2 separate regions of the Sus scrofa genome follow, and region 1 is linked to region 2. A link is a contact called in public Hi-C data. All regions are on one chromosome and are shown on one strand. Each heading gives the region's core, a stretch centred on a gene start, on an enhancer-like site or on the middle of the called end of the contact. The rest is flanking DNA. Distances are from core to core; before and after follow the strand shown. Region 1 overlaps SLC30A7 (solute carrier family 30 member 7). Region 2 overlaps LOC106508363 (a long non-coding RNA gene).

Region 1 (2,700 bases), core at 27-2,526, 250 kb after region 2:
GGACCTAATCAAACTTCAAAGTTCCTGCACAGCAAAGGAAATCCTAAACAAAATGAAAAGACAACCCACAGAATGGGAGAAAATCTTTGCAAGTGAATCAGCTGACAAGGGATTCATCTCCAAAATTTATAAACACCTTCTGCAGCTCCATACCAAAAACACAAACAACCCCATCAAAAAATGGGCAGAAGATCTAAACAGACAATTCTCCAAAGAAGATATACAGATGGCCGAGAAACACATGAAAAGATGTTCAACATCACTCATCATTAGAGAAATGCAAACCAAAACCACTATAAGGTACCACCTCACACCAGCCAAAATGGCCATCATCCAAAAGTCTACAAACAATAAGTGCTGGAAAGGGTGTGGAGAAAAAGGAACCCTAGTACACTGTTGGTGGGATTGTAAATTAGTGCAACCACTGTGGAAAACAGGATGGAGATTCCTCAGAAAACTCAAAATAGAACTACCATTTGATCCAGCAATCCCACTCCTGGGCATCTATCCAGAGAAAACCACGATTTGCAAAGACATATGTACTCCGATGTTCATTGCAGCGCTATTTGCAGTAGCCAAGACATGGAAACCACCTAAATGTCCATCGACAGAGGAGTGGATCAAGAAGATATGGTACATATACACAATGAAATATTACTCAGCCATTAAAAGAAATGAAATACTGGCATTTTTAGCAACATGGATGGACCTGGAAATTATCATGCTAAGTGAAGTCAGCCATACAATGAGACACCAACATCCAATGCTTTCACTGACATGTGGAATCTGAAAAAAGGACAGACTGAACTTCTTTGCAGAACAGATGCTGACTCACAGACATTGAAAAACTTATGGTCTCCGGAGGAGACAGTTTGGGGGGTGGGGGGATGTGCTTGGGTTGTGAGATGGAAATCCTGTGAAATCAGATTGTTATGATCATTACACAACTACAGATGCGATAAATTCATTTGAGCAATGAAAAAAAGAAAGAAATACAATAATATATTTTATATAAAAGAAAAATCTCTTCTTTCCAAGTTTTAAGCCTTAAATACTTTTTCTTATCTAATGTAACTGGCTTATGATCACTAATATATTACCACACTTGCTGTGTTCCTTCTAATATTTCTAAGACTGTCTGCCAGCCCTTTCTTAACTAGGGATCCTCTTCTGAACCCCGAACACACAAAATGATCTGAGTGATTATTTCTCAATTCCCCTTAGTACAACCAGTACTTTCCTAGATGCAAAGGTGAAAAGTTAATAATTACACACAACTGCATGCCTGAGGGCATTAGGGTATTCTCTCCCAGGATGCTGGTTGAGAAAAGCTGTTAGTCTAAACAGTACTGATAAATGCTCTTACTAAAGATGACAGTTTTACATATGATTAAAAAATACAATTACTAATGCAATAATACTTCCATATGTTTAGTCTTAACAATACGGATACAAACACCTTAGGAATCTGTTAAAATCTTGGGAAATTGTTTACCTTTATCTTAGTCTCCAAAAGTATAGTTCGTAAATTATAACTACTTGAAAGGTAAAACCACAAAGGAAACTGTTAGGCAACACCCAAAACCATTTTTGAAAAAAAAAAAAAATACATAATTTCTCATATTTGTACCTATTTGAAGACATGGTAGCTTCTTGTTAAAACAATGTTTAACTTAATATAGGCTACAAATAATTATCCATTTAGCCACAAAGTCAACAAGACTTATCAAAGTTAGTATCTGATCCAATTCCTGAATTCATGAACAATGACAGTCACCTATGATCTAGAATATCAAGTTTATAATTTTGTTTCATTACATATTCTTTCCACTTCATACCTCAATTTATGCCCATTATCTGGCATTTATAAAGCCTGTACCTTAGTTTGCGTCAAAAAAAAAGTGGGCTATTTTTTTCTTCCATATGATAAGAAATAAACATATTATTTGAATAACTTTGCCCCTAACAAAAAGACAGTTTCTTAAAAAAAAAAAAAAAAAAGGTTTTCTTTGTATTTACAAATGATTACAGTGAAGGGTACAGAGCACCATAACACCATAAGAATATAACTTATGAGTTGAAGAAAACTGATTTAAAACAAAACAAAACAAAACAAAACAAAACCTCCAGCAAGGTTTCAGAAATGCCACACCAGTAACAAAGCTTATTTCTGCATCCTGTTTATATATTTCTTCCCATCATGCACAGGTACCTTTTATAAGTGAATCAAAAATCTATGTAACTTTTAAATCACAGTACAAAGTTACAAGTAATTGTTCAGATTTCTGTACTCTTAAGTTATCAATCCACTTTCCATTCCAATTCAACTTACTAATGGGGAAAAGAGGAGCAAAATTACATTGAAATCTGCTGTATTTTCAGATGATAAAAAATTATACTCTCACTATTATACTCAATATCCTGCTTTTCATTAGGAAACAAAATTCATCATGCTACAACCCAGTTTCATACAGAAGTTGATATCACCCTTTGCCTGTGTTAGAAAACGAGAGGGGGGAAAAAAAGTCTTTTTCTAGGAAATTATTGCCACTTGAATGTGATAATGCAACACTGGGCAGCCAAGAAGGGCTAGAGCTCTATTGCCATGGCATGTTCTCAACTGAGGAACATTTAGATCTAGAGAATGTTTATGTCTCTTGTTTGAGTGAATTGCAAATATATATAAAAAGCAATGGTAAA
Region 2 (2,700 bases), core at 36-2,535:
CCATTTCAGTGACAAAGTCAGATCCTTAACCACAAGGGAACTCAAGGTTGTAAGTTTCTTGAGGGCAAATTTTTTTCAATTTGAAGAGCATCTAGCATAATATTATTTTCCAAATTCAAGTTGCTTTGTTCTGTTTGCTTTTTAAGGCCACACCCGTGGCATATGGAAGTTCCCAGGCTAGGGGTCAAATCGGAGCTACAGCCACCAGCCTATACCATAGCCCCAGCAATGCTGGATCCAAGCTGTGTCTGTGCCACACCACAGCTCACAGCAACACCAGAATCCTGATGCACTGAGCGAGGCCAGGGATAAAACCCCTATCCTCATGGATACTAGTTGGATTCATTTCCACTGTGCCACAACAGGAACTGCCAAATTCAAGTGTTCTAAAATTGATGTATCTAAGTGTATATTCTGATGAGTATTGAAAAACATATATACCTGTGTCTATGTACCCACTCTCCCAATCAAGATAGACAACATTTCTAGCCATGTCTACTGTCTCAGTAGACATCTGGCTCAGCTTCAGGAGGAAGAGGCAGGACCAGAAGGGTGAATCGTAAGTTTGAGGCCAGCTAAAGGGATTGATTGGATCATCTGATAAAGTGAAAGGCAAATACTAAAGTCAGATGATGCAGTATTTTGTATTGAGCAAGTCTGGGATTGTGCAACCTGTGGATTACTCAGTCAAAGTTCAGTGACTGACAGGCAGCGGTGGAGACCGAGGCCCCAGGGTGGCCATGCCAAAGCCAGCTATGATCCTCTAGCTGGGACAAGCTGACCTCAAAAGAACTCTAGGAAGTTGAGGGTTACAGCACAGGCTGCTCCAACCTGAGGATCCAAGGTGATGAGATTTCTGGGAGCTTCTTTATTAAAAACATTTGCTCAGTGACAGACTGCTGATAAAAGGGATCCCTTGGCTGACTTGAATGTTTGGCTGCTTTATGAGTAAAACATCCCACTCGATTTCCCAAATGGGAATTGCCTTCGACTAAGAACATGCGAAAAGGCTGAGAGACTGATCCCAGCAGAATTAACATTATACTATATTACCTCTACCTTAAAACAGAATTTTTTAAAACATAAATCAGATCAAGCCATTCACCTGTGCAAAACCTTGCACTAGCTTTCCAAATTACAAAAGAAATCCAAAATTCTTAACCATGACCAACAAAGGCCCAAGCTGGTCTGGTTTTGCATCTACGCTCCCAGCACTGGCTTCACTTAAACTGCCCCTTCCTACTGGTTCTTAGACGTGCCAAGTCATTCCAAGACCTTTGCACTTGCTGTCCTCCTTTCCAGGGATGCTATTCCGCAAGCCCTTTGCTTTCAGGCATCCACACTTTGTTCAGCTCTATCAGCTACTTAGAGAAGTCTGGCCCAATATTTCTATCTTTCCCTTGCCCATTTTATTTTTCCTCTTAGTCCTTCTCAGTATCTGAAAATACACTGTAATTTAAATAATTTACCTGTTTATGGTCTGTTTCCCTCACTATAATGTTGGCTTTTATAATCTTTCTGCTTCATTGTTATGTCCCTGTGACTAAAGCAGTATCTGAGCATCTTCAAAACTCAATAAATACTTGTTGGATGAAGGAACGGGTTTTCGTATCTTCCGAATTAAACACCACACATATCATCTAGCCCAACACGCTTGTTTCATAGAGGAAGAGACCTATCACCTGAGGTGAAGGGGTGAAGGTTATCTTGGGACTACTTCTTGCTCTTGCTCCAGAACCCTTCAGCAAACCATGCAGCCAGTCATCTTCCAGCCACACTCTTTTGTGCCTTGATGTGATTGGCAATGCACAGTAACTAAAAGGTATTAGTCAAAGGCCCTTGTCTTTTACTTTCTACCTCTCTGGGGTCTCTCCATCTCCTCTCCCCCTCCTCTCCCTCCGCCTTTCCTTCAGGTAATCCTTTGAGTTACACTCTTGGCCCACCTTCCCCACTGGCCCCCTAGGTAGTCAAGTCCATTGCACCTGTATGCTAATGAATCAATACCTCCAGCCCAGATGCCTCTCCTTATCTCCAACTCACATGCTAACTCCTTACCAGACAGCTCTGTCTAGATGCCTCTGGGCATTACACACTCAGTATTTCCAAAGCAGAATTTATTCCCCATCAAAGCAGCTCTTCCGCCAGTGCTCCCTATCCAATGAATGAGGTTATCCAACCTGGCAAACTTCTCGCACTCTGTTCCCCTCAAATAATCCTAAGGAGGTGTTGATTCCACTTCCCAAATATTTATTGCATCTAATTCTGTCATTTTCACTGCCTCTAATTTTATTTATACTTCTCATCAATTCTTACATGGATGAATATAAAATTGCCTAATTATTTTTCAAGATGCAGTTTGCTACCCTTTAATGAGGCATCAAATCAATTTAGTGGGTCATAACAAGCTTTTTTTTTTTAAATCTCTTATTTCTTTGTACAAGGCAGAAATTAGCAGGATCAAAATTAGTAGGAACACAAAGGCATTTACTGGCAGCTTTTCCTTTTTTGTAAAGGTCAAAGTACTCAAAACATTTCAAACGAGCACAAAGACACATCTAATAGAGAAAGCCTGTTCCCTGCCCCCATTCACTTAAACTGAGTGGAGAAATGTTTTGTATCAACAGCACTCAGTGGATAGCAACATCAAATATAGTGGCGATTTAGTTTTAATGTGATTTGCATATGCATTATGATTGTTTG

Evidence for each region. A called contact is a pair of places that touch in the nucleus more often than the background predicts.
Region 1: a Hi-C map of liver shows a contact between it and region 2, with 5 times the contacts expected there. The contact joins two enhancer-like sites. A contact is called at or near these places in 3 of 47 Hi-C or Micro-C datasets (embryonic fibroblasts and liver) and 1 of 2 datasets of contacts at active chromatin or transcription factors (skeletal muscle).

Annotation. Positions count from the first base shown.
Region 1 is chr4:117,352,410-117,355,109 of Sscrofa11.1, forward strand. The region is part of intron 8 of SLC30A7 (solute carrier family 30 member 7); the gene reads right to left. Among named protein-coding and RNA genes, the nearest start is that of SLC30A7, 43 kb to the right of the region's middle. Within about 2 kb of position 1,277, at least 3 of the 83 cell types and tissues checked have an H3K27ac peak or open chromatin away from gene starts, as enhancers often do. A contact at or near this core is called in liver, where this site is marked.
Region 2 is chr4:117,107,361-117,110,060 of Sscrofa11.1, forward strand. The region is part of intron 6 of LOC106508363 (a long non-coding RNA gene); the gene reads right to left. Among named protein-coding and RNA genes, the nearest start is that of S1PR1, 39 kb to the left of the region's middle. Within about 2 kb of position 1,286, at least 11 of the 83 cell types and tissues checked have an H3K27ac peak or open chromatin away from gene starts, as enhancers often do. A contact at or near this core is called in liver, where this site is marked.